Linked DNA regions of Mus musculus: region 1 is linked to region 2. The links are chromatin contacts, called in public HiChIP or PLAC-seq maps. All regions are on one chromosome and are shown on one strand. The core of a region is the stretch at or near the end of the contact, and the rest is flanking DNA. Distances in the headings are between cores, read along the strand shown. Region 1 holds the start of Gm40138 (a long non-coding RNA gene). Region 2 overlaps Slc44a3 (solute carrier family 44, member 3).

Region 1 (5,722 bases), core at 418-2,917, 650 kb after region 2:
AGGCACACAGACTCCGATTTAGCCTGATGTTGGCACGAGAGGGTCCAGCTTCTAGGCGCCCCTCAGGTACCACTTTGCAAAGCTGATGTTGGAGACCTGAATCCTCACAGAGCTGGTTTGCAGGCTAAAGTAACTCTAGAAGATCCTCCTCCCAGAGTGGTATGATAAGGTTCCATTTCAGCTTTAGTTGTGGCCAGGAGACACAGGCAGACAATGCAACGGGAGTTGGGGACAGAGCAAGGGACCATTAGTTAATTAGACTTAATACTCTGACAGTAATCTTGACTCTATAAGTGAACTTCGGAAAAGATGCTGTGGTGGGGGGTGGGGGGTCACGGGGAGGGGGAGAGTAGGTTGGTTGATACTGGAAAGGGCACGGAGCATGGGGAGGAAGGAGTTACGATGAGGAAGAGTAGGTTGTCCTGGCTTGAGGAGTCAGGGCTGGTGCCAGAAACCTATGAAGATCCGATAGACTGAGCCTTGAAGCAAAGACGGAACTCGGGGTTAACTCAATAATAGACAGGAGCTATTTCAGATGGGTATGGACCCTGGGCCCATACTTGCCACTTGTACACCATGTAGCCTTGATAGAACACTTGATGTCTCTCAGTCTTGGGCTTTCTAACCTATTGAAAAGAGCCTAGTTATATCTACCTATAGGACTATATGTGTGAAGTGAGGGATTTGTTGGGAAACATTGGAAACAGTGCCTAACTCACAGTAAGTGTGAAATCTATGGCCAGTGCAACTATGACTACTCCTGTTTTGATCTTCTTCACAAAGCTGCAGCCACATGGGCAGGTGAAGTTACAGCCAGAGCACAGGTCTGAAGGAAGCAGTGTGTTCATGAAGCACGGCGTCATTAACATGTGGTGTTTCTACAATGTGTTTTTCCCTCCAAGACTCCTTTTTTGAACGCGAGCTTCCAGGGCTGGTGCCTGGTGTGTGTGTGAAGAACCTGGTGAAGGTTTTTGAGCCCAGTGGCCGGCCAGCTGTGGACCGTCTGAACATCACTTTCTATGAGAACCAAATCACGGCGTTCCTGGGTCACAACGGAGCGGGAAAGACCACCACCTTGTGAGTTCTCTGCCAGAGAGGCTGTCTCCCATCCTATCATTCCCCGGCTTCATTCTCTCTCCCCAATAACTCCACTCTGTTCTTCCTTACTGAATTTCGGTGGAAACATATACACTCACACACACCTCCCACGGTGAGGATAAAAAGCCGTGGCTGCCCATGTCCCCGGGCTATTTTTATGTAGCACTCCGTTTCCTACCAATTAATAATTAGGATGCTTTAGTGCTGGTGTGGGACCTCTGATGGGATGGCTACCTTTCTGAGAAAGTGTAGGGAGAACAGTGAAGTAGACTCGCTGCCTGGCAGAAGGCCAAGGGCAGGAAGCTTTGAGGCTCTGGGTGGACTCCTCCATCCATCCTTTAGTTCTGGAAGGGGTGCGAGCGCCACCTGCTGAGAACAGGCAGTCAGGGCTCCGGTGCAGACCTCCGATGGGCCGATGGGCCGGTGGAGGAGGGGTAGGGGTCAACAAGCCATGTGACAGCAGCCATCAAATCCTTGGCTTGCAGAGCCCCGGGAAGGAACAGCAGTGTACACCCTGCTCCGGAATGTGCTCCCGGGCCTTTCAATGGGAATGGAATGCGGGGCTGGTGCCATTGGGCTTGGTACTGTTTCCCTCTAGTGGTTGATCAACATTTCAGCTTCGAAGTACAGGTTCAGATAGCATGCGATTTTATCAGAACTTGGGACAGAACTGGGCGTGGCATCCTAAGGCTATCTCCTTGCTAACTCACGTGGTGGGAGGACAGGAAACTCCATTCGAGACCCCAGGACCTCTAGAAGACAAACACATTACTTCACTCAGTGCAGAAACTAAACTTCCACTGGGGTCGGAACACAAGCGCTGTCCTAATGCTGGGAATAGCATAACATTTTAAGTTTCACTTTGTGCTGGGGCCTGTTTTTGTTTTGTTTTGTTTTTCAAGCATGTTCGATTCACTTAACTTAGACAACTACCCAAGCAGGTGGGAGACATGTTTTGTATAATTGAAGAAAGAAAAGAGAAATCACAACATTGTTCACATTTTTACATTTGGAATTCCCAAACGAATTTGTTTGTGTTAGCCAGTCAGCAGACAGGCTGCCCAGCTTCTCACTGGCATCAACTGAGCTTTGGAGAGTCACCAACCCTGCTTCTCCACTGTCAAGGGCTGCACGCCCAGGCAAAGCAGTGGGGCTGGGTCCTAAATCCCTTTAACTGACCACAACTGTGACTACGACAGTGGCCACAATGGCTGGCCACATCAATAGCCACGGAGCAACCACTATGACAGACCTTCACGGTGGACACTACCGCTGACCACAGAGTAAAACAACAGTGAACACTGTAGCTGACCACATCCGTGAATATCACTCTGACAGACAGTCATAATGGGCACCACAACTGACCACCACAGTGGCCATCCAGTGGGCACTACAACTGACCGCTGCAATGATGGCTGGGTGATGATGGGGTGGGGTGTCTGAGTCTGGGAATCCCCGAGGCTCTTGATACTGGCCCAGGAACACTTGGAAATAAAAAGTAGAGAAAGAAGGCCCTTGTGGTCTAGGCACTAGGACTTGAAGCAAGGCACTGGTGCTAAGTAAACCCTGTGTGGAAATGTTCTGGGCCCCTCAGCTACATCAGGTTTGAGTTTGATAGAGAGATAGGGCAGGTGTCACTACAAGCATCCTTCTGACCCTGTATGGGGTTACCCTCATCCCCTGGTGAGTTCTAACAACCATCTCTTCTGCCACTTAACCCTGTGTTCGGCAGGTCCATCCTGACAGGACTGTTGCCACCGACGTCAGGAACTGTGCTCATTGGGGGAAAAGACATTGAAACCAACCTGGATGTAGTACGGCAGAGCCTGGGCATGTGTCCACAACACAACATCCTGTTTCATCAGTAAGTGAGCTGGAGTTGAGATACTCCTGGGCAGGGGTGGGGCTCATTGGAAGAGCACTTGCCTGGCCCATCCATCACCCTGGGTTCTGCCCCCAGCACCACAGGAAAACAAAATATCTGTCAGAAACCCCTGTTGTATACTGGCTGGTTTCATGTCAACTTGACACAAGCTAGAGCCACTGGAGAAGAGGGAGCCTCACCTGAGAAAATGCCTCCGTAAGATCAGGCTACAGGCAAGCCTGTGGGGCATTTTATTCATTAGTGATCGATGGGAGAGGGAACAGCCCATTGTGGGTGGTGCCATCCCTGGGCTGGTGGTCCTGAGTTCTATAAGAAAGCAAGCTGAGCATGTGTCCTTCTTACCGGTTGGGACATCTTCTGGATATATGCCCAGGAGAGGTATTTCGGGATCTTCCGGTAGTACTATGTCCAATTTTCTGAGGAACCCCCAGACTGATTTCCAGAGTGGTTGTACAAGCTTGCAATCCCACCAACAATGGAAACAATCACCCATGGAAGGAGTTACAGAGACAAAGTTTGGAGCTGAGACAAAAGGATGGACCATCAAGAGACTGCCATATCCAGGGATCCATCCCATAATTAGCCTCCAAACGATGACATCATTGCATACACTAGCAAGCATTTGGTGCAAGGACCGTGATATAGCCGTCTCTTGTGAGACTAGGCCGGGGCCTAACAAACACAGAAGTGGATGCTCACAGTCAACTATTGGATGGATCACAGGGCCCCCAATGGAGGAGCTAGAGAAAGTATCCAAGGAGCTAAAGAGATCTGCAACCCTGTAGGTGTAACAACATTATGAACTAACCAGTACCCCGGAGCTCTTGACTCTAGCTGCATATGTATCAAAATATGGCCTAGTCGGCCATCACTGGAAAGAGAGGCACACTGGACAGGCAAACTTTATATGCCCCAGTACAGGGGAACGCCAGGGCCAAAAAATGGGAATGGGTGGGTAAGGGAGTGGTGGGGAGGGTGTGGGAGGCTTTTGGGATAGCATTGGAAATGTAATTGAGGAAAATACGTAATTAAAAAAAAATAAGAGGAGAAAAAAAAAAAGCAAGCTGAGCAAGCCAGTAAGCAGCTCCCTCCATGGCCTCATGGCCTCTGCATCAGCTCCTGCCTCCAGGTTCCTGCCCTGCTTGAGTTCCTGTCCTGATTTTCTTTGATGATGAAGTGTAAGCCAAATAAACCCTTTCCTCCCCAAATAGCTTTGGTCATGGTGTTTCATCCGAGCAATAGTAGCACTAAGACACCTGTATCCTGTTCTCCAATGCCCCCCCCCCAACACACACACACACACACACACACACACTTCTTTCCTGCCCAACTTAGCAATGCGTTTGTCTGGTCTTCTCAGTCAAAAGCCCTTGTCCTTCCAAATGTGAGGCTGTGCTCCTGGTGATCAGAGTTGAGATGTCCCCAGCCAGAGGAGGGACGGTAACTTCTTTATGACACTTTCCCTTACTTGCCCCCAAATACTTGCTGACAGAAAGAGGAGATATGTTATCCCCTTTACATGTGGACCACCGGTGCTATAGACTGTCCTGGGAGGGGAGGGGGGCTTTCATGCCGGCTTGCTTGGGTTTTCTATCTTTTCTCCCATTCTTCTTCTATCACTTTCTTTCTTTTCCCTCCCTTTTCCCTCCCTCTTTTCTCTCTTCCCCTACTCTTTCCTTCTAATTAAAACATATTTTACATTCTGACTCTAGTCCTGGCAGAGGGAGGAGGGCGGTGAAGGGGAGAAGACAGATAAATACAAAAGAAAAAAAACTGTCACCAGTCCTTTCAGCGCCCAGAGGCAATCTCACTGTTAACACCTCCAGATATGACTCTTCGGACATTTCTCTGCGTGTGTAGACATGCGCAAAGATTTAAAAATTATACGGGAAAGTAAAATCATACGTACCATTTTGTGACCCCACTTTTTGAAAGTGTGGGTGTTTTGCCTGAGTGTGTATCTGTGCACGACGTGTGTTCTCAGTGCCCGAGAAGAGGATCTCAGATACGCTGGACCTGGAATTACAGACAGCTGTGAGCCACTATGTGTGTGCTGGGGCTCAATTCCAGGTCCTCTGTAAAAGCAACCAGTGCTCTTAACCACTGAGCCATCTCTCCAACTCCATAACTGTTTCTTAATCCTAAGGTGCTATGAATATTTTTCCATGCGACTACATATTCCTTTAAGAAGTAATGTTTACATATGGTTCTGTTGTTCAAATGACTAAGTAATTTTCTCATTAGCTCTTTGGGCAAGACTGGTTGGTCATTTCACTTTCACATCACGAATAATACCACGATGACATTTCTGACTGCTAACTCTTCATAGTCATCTTTCTTTTCCAAGGTGAGCTGCTCAAAATGGAATGACTTAGCCCACTGCCTTTTTTCCTCCTCCTGTTCCCACAGCCTCACGGTGGCTGAGCACATCTTGTTCTATGCCCAGCTGAAAGGGAGATCCTGGGAGGAGGCCCAGCTTGAGATGGAAGCCATGCTAGAAGACACGGGCCTCCACCATAAGAGGAATGAAGAAGCTCAGGACCTTTCAGGTGCTTGGTATTGGGAGGAGACGGGGTCACTTACGGAGCATCCGTTGCCTGGCAACGCGCCTCAGCAGAAGGTTGGGGTAGCAGAACAGCAGCTCTTCAACCTGTAGGCCCCGCCCCCCCCACGTCAGATGTCAGATGTTTACATCATGATTCATAACAGTAGCAAAGTTACAGTTATGAAGTAGCAACG
Region 2 (5,357 bases), core at 2,289-4,788:
TCCCCCATGGCTAACCTTTCAGCAAGGAAAAGAGAGCAATGGTTAAACCGCTCTAAGTTGATGACCATGTAAAACTCACAGGGTGAACCTGAGATAGGGTCTCATGTACCAATTCTCAGATTTATCTACAGCTACAATGGCTTTGAACTTCTGATCTCCTATCTGAACCTCCCTAATGCTGGGATTACTAGCACTGTCTAGATGGGTAAGCACTCTACCAACTGAGCTAGCCCAGGTCGCTGGGTTTAAGATTTGACTTTCTATGCTGTGCATTAGAAAGGAAAAGGAGAAGTGTGTGAAATGCGGGCAGGAGAAGATCACAGCGGGCATTTGTTTTCCCTGGCCTAAAGCACCCAGTTTTATTCCAAGTTTTCTCAATCACTTAAAATATAACAAAGGTGCCGGGCAGTGGTGGCGCATGCCTTTAATCCTAGCACTTGGGAGGCAGAGGCAGGTGGATTTCTGAGTTCGAGGCCAGCCTGGTCTACAGAGTGAGTTCCAGGACAGCCAGGGCTACACAGAAAAACATATATATATATATATAATATACATATAATATGTTATATGTATAACATATTATATGTATATAATATATATCTCAAAGGCAGTGGTTCTCAATCTGTTCTCAACCCATTGCAGTGAGGACCTGTCAGATGACCCTTTCACAGGGGCTGCATATCAGAGATTTACATTAGAATTCATAACAGTAGCAAAATGACACTTATGAAGTAGCAACAAAGATAATTTTATGGTTGGGGGTCGGTACCACGTTAGAAGGAACTGTATTAAAAGATTGCAGTCTTAGAAAGGTTGAGAACTAGGAGGAATAAGCCAAGAATTATGGCTGAAAAAACATCATATCAGAACTCTGCAAGACATTCCCACACAAGCGATAATGCCCACAGGGCCCTGCTGCACTTAGGGTCAATGTGGTGTGACCACACAGCCACCGAGTGCACTGGCGAATGGCAGTGGCAAACCAGAGTCTGGCCCAAAGTCAAGAAAACTTTCCTCTGAACACAACTGCCAGGGTCAGGAACTGAAATTCTTCCCAGATGCTCTGTCTCCTGAACCCCACGCCACCCCCCAGCAGATGTCCTATGGTATGTCCCAAAACAGCTTGACACAAACCGGAAGGGCGCTTCCTATTTCCTATCTGTGGCCTTTAATGTTTTCTTCCGTAGGCAGGTGTGCACCTTCTATGAGGAAGTAAATAGTGACACAAACATTCACTCAGTACACACTGCGTTCCACATTCTAGACACTTCCTGAACGTGCGGATTCATTGGCCCCTCTTAGCCCCCAACCTGTAGGGTAGCTCAGAGCACCCAAGCACAAAAGCACTAGAGGCCATGCCGAGTCACTCACATGAAACTGAGGTTACATTACTCCTGGGCCTCTAACTCACCCAGGTCCAGCTGCAGGAAAATATTTACATTTATGTATGTTTTGGGCATTTCCTTCAAACAGCAGTGTGGTATTTCATGCGATCTTTCTTTGTGACCTGGCAGGACAGTTTTGTAGAAGAAGCCTGGGTTTTCTGCTTACCTCCTAAAGCCTTCAGAGTAACCCCTGCCAGGTCTTGCTCTTCTCATGCACCCTGCTTTGGGCTTTGTAAAAGGACATCTGATGGCTTTAAAGTTTCAAATTAAAGTCTATCACATTTGTTTGGAGATATGGCTCAGCAGCTAAGAGTGCTTGCTACGGCAGTGTGAGGACCTGGGTTCAAATTCTCCAAACTCACAAAACCAGCGGAGTGAAGGGGCTGGAGAGAGGGCTCAGTGTTTAAGAGCATTTACTGGCCTCATTGAGAGAAGACACACCTAACCCTAGGAGGTCTGGTGGGGTGGGGGTGAGGTGGGGACATCCTCTTGGAGATGTGGGGGGGGGGTGTGTGAATGGGCAGACCAGGAGGGGGATAACAACTGGACTGTAAGAAAAGTTTAAACAACAACAACAACAATAATAAAGAGCATTTACTGTCCTTACAGAGGACCTGAGTTTGGTTCCTGGCATGGACATGCCATCCCACAACCCTCTGTAACTCCAGTAGCAGGGAATCTGATGCTCTCTTCTGGCCTCTGCAGGCCCCAGACATTCACGTGGTACATATACATATATGCAGGCAAACATTTAAATAAGAATAGCTGAGGGTGGTTACACAGTTTTGCCATCCCAGGGTGGCAGAAAGTGGCAGAGAACAGGAGGCTCACTGGATCTTGCTGGCTACCAGACAGGTCCAGATTCAGTAAGTGGCATTGTCCTGCGGGGGGGGGGGGGGGGGGGGTTGGGGTGGGGAGTGGGGTGGCGGTGGTGGTAGAGAGCGATACATCAGGAAACCTGGTGTCCTTCTCAGGCCTCTATGAGTGTGTGTGTTCGTGTGCGTGTGTACTCATACACACACACACACACCTGCATGCATGCATGCACACATGTGTTTACAAAATGATTCACAGTGGACCAGGCACCCTCTTCTGATCACATAACTTGGCCTTAGCTCAGTAAAATAATCACTGTAGGCACTATGATTCCCATTTAATAGAATTTTAATCATTGTGTTATTAGGTAACCAAAAAAAGCTAGATTAACTCTTTATTTTGAGAGAGTTCTCCAAAAATATTAACACTTAGAAAGTCCTCCCTCCACCCCCCATCTTTAAATTAAAACTTAATCTTGCCCAGCCTGACCCTTATCCTCTATCCCCTGAGAGCACCCATCTGTCCTCCCCGAAAACTGAACCGGCAGGCAGCATCTTTTGATGGCAGAGCTGTGAACTGGAGCTGCTGTTGACTCGTCAAAAAAGTAAATAGAGTTTTCCTCCAGAGAGAAGGGAAGGGATTCACCCCAAAGCCCTGCCATGAATAGCCGGCTTTATTTCTGGAATGGCTTCTCTGAGTTCTGATTTTATTCACTCAAAATAAAGAACTCCTGAAACAAACTTGAGTAACTAATACACCCTCAGACCTCAGAGACACACAGGGGTAGCTGAGTCCACGCACATCCAGACCCCTTCCGAGGCCCCTAGAAAAACTTGCAGGAACTAGTCCAAGCCAGTTTCATCTCTGATTTTATCACAAACACATGGAGAGGAAGTCAAGGCACCCGGCAGACACGCCCGAGCCTTCCAGGGTCTGGCATTCACCAGTCCCTTCAAGAATTCACTGTTTACCAGGCTGCAAACCACCACCAGAGAGACTGTGAGAGGGGAAGCCTGCCAGCGGCCGCCTCTGTCCTCTTCAGGGGTCCTGCCAGGAGGGAGGGATGAGACATGGAGGAGAGGAGAGGGGAGGGGAGGCCGAGAGTTACTCCTGCCAAGAAAGTAGAAGCAGGGCAATGCAGTCTTGTTTGCTTTTCTGAAATTTTATTTGCTTTTAGGCTTAATTTTTAGAATGGCCTCATTCTTTCCAAGCTCATCACTGTGGCCGGGGGTGGGGGTGGGGGGGTGGGGTGGGGGCGAATTAAGCATCAGAGAGACAGAGAAGAAAGGAAACAACTGATCAGTCTCAAGTAGCCCCGGTGAAGGCCACTGCCTCCTTTGCCTCCCCACATTCCTTGGCAAATATGCACGGTTGAAAGGACAGGCAGGCACACAGAGGAGCCCAAAGCCAATAGAACTGATTTCTACAGGGTTTTTCAGTGAAAGTACAAACGTTGTCAAGTAAAGAAAGTGATGTTCAACTCCCACTGAAGGAATATTTGAATTTCTCACAAATACTTTCACATGTGAGGATTAGCTTTCTAAAACCCCTTTTCTATTCATTTTTAACTTACTTTAATTTTGTTTTACTTATTACTAGGTTGTGTGTGCGCATGTGCATGTGAATACACAAATCTTATGGCACATGTGTGAGGTCCAAGGACAGCATCACTTGGTTGTCAGTCCTCTCTTCCCACTGTGGGGTCCAGGAATGGAACTCAGGACCAAGCTTGTGTGTAGCAAGCAGTGTTACCCAGTAAGCTATCTCCCTGGTCCTAAACCCCTTTTTAAAATGAATCATGGAAAACTGGGACTAGAAAGTTTCTATGCTCAGTGGATCAAGTACTTGTCCTAGAGGCCTGAAGAACTAAGTCAGATCCATAGAACTCAAGTTAAAAATCTAAACAAAACAAGCCAACTCTTGCCTTTAACCCCAGCATCTAGAGGCAGAGGTGGGCAGATCTCTGTGAGTTCAAGGCTGCTTGGTCTACAGAGTGAGTTCAGGGCCAGCCAGGGCTACATAGTGAGACCTTGTCTCAAAACAAACAAACAAACACACAGACTAACCTTGTGGTGGCACATGAGTTTTGTAGTCACAGCCTTTGGAAGGCGGAGCCAGGTTGGTCCTGGTGGCTCACTGTCCAGCCAGCCTAGCCTACCTGGTGGGTCCCACGCCACTTCGAGACCCTGTCTCAAACAAAGGTGGGCAGTGCCTGAACACAGAAGGTTGTCCTCTGGCCTCTCATGCTATGCACACATGTGCACTCACACCTTCAACACACATGACTTAAACCAACATGAAAACTATTGCTGCGTTTAAATAATATTTCTTTTAGGTTTATTAATTTTAGGAGTTTGGGAGAGGCATCAGTTTTTCTGGAACTGGAGCTACAGACCATTGTGAACCACTGTGTGTGTGCTGGTGCCCCAACCTGGGTCCTCTGGAAGAGCAGCCAGTGTTCCTAACCACTGAGCCATCCGTCCAGTCCCATACAAACTGTTATGAGGGCTAAAAGACTTCTTTTCCTTAGCATTGTGTTTTAGCTTTAGGGAGTGTTGATTGTGATAGTTCTCTTTCTCTCTGGCTTCTTGACTTCATGGTTTCCACTCTTGTCCTATCTCTGCCAGGGTCACAAACACCTAGGACTTCTTAGATGAGAGCCTCCAAGCCACTTCTAACCTCAACCAGCATGGCCCCAGGTCTGCCATCTCCAATCCCGGTGCTGCGGCTCTCTCCCCTGCCTGTTGCACTGCTCTGAGAAACCCTGCAGTCCCTCTGTCAAGATGCCCTTCCTGAGCCCTATTCCGTCTGCGGGGATATTCGTTGAATAGAGAACTAGAGATGGCTTAGGCAAAGATTACCTTCCAAATAATATTCCTTCATGCTAAACTTGAAATTGACTGTCTGATATGTTTTTCTTTGGTAGACATTAGGCTTAAAAAGCCAAGGGCTGGCAGGATGGTTCAGTAGGTAAAGCACTTCCCATCAGGCTTGACAACCTGCGCTTCATTCCTGGGGCACACACATGAAAGGGGAGAACCAACTCCCACCTTGGCCGCTAGACTTGTGCTGTGGCATCTGTGTGCCTCTCTAAATAATAGATAATCAATTTAAAGACATCTTCTGATGTCCCCCTCCCGAGGTGTGTGTGTGTCAAAT

What was found. HiChIP or PLAC-seq counts read pairs in DNA pulled down with a chosen protein or histone mark.
Region 1: a FOXA1 HiChIP or PLAC-seq map of pancreatic cancer cells shows a contact between it and region 2. The contact joins two enhancer-like sites. A contact is called at or near these places in 1 of 115 datasets of contacts at active chromatin or transcription factors (pancreatic cancer cells) and 1 of 9 other capture datasets (adipose tissue).

Annotation. Positions count from the first base shown.
Region 1 is chr3:122,120,729-122,126,450 of GRCm38.p6, forward strand. Abca4 (ATP-binding cassette, sub-family A (ABC1), member 4) reads left to right here. Exons shown (of 50, transcript NM_007378.1): 19 at 903-1,077; 20 at 2,831-2,962; 21 at 5,393-5,532. It overlaps Gm40138 (a long non-coding RNA gene), which reads right to left and starts at 5,715. Exons shown (of 3, transcript XR_001783974.2): 1 at 5,567-5,715; 2 at 4,893-4,999. Within about 2 kb of position 1,668, at least 175 of the 459 cell types and tissues checked have an H3K27ac peak or open chromatin away from gene starts, as enhancers often do. A contact at or near this core is called in adipose tissue and pancreatic cancer cells, where this site is marked.
Region 2 is chr3:121,466,228-121,471,584 of GRCm38.p6, forward strand. All of the region lies in intron 12 of Slc44a3 (solute carrier family 44, member 3), which reads right to left. Among named protein-coding and RNA genes, the nearest start is that of Cnn3, 42 kb to the left of the region's middle. Within about 2 kb of position 3,539, at least 156 of the 459 cell types and tissues checked have an H3K27ac peak or open chromatin away from gene starts, as enhancers often do. A contact at or near this core is called in adipose tissue and pancreatic cancer cells, where this site is marked.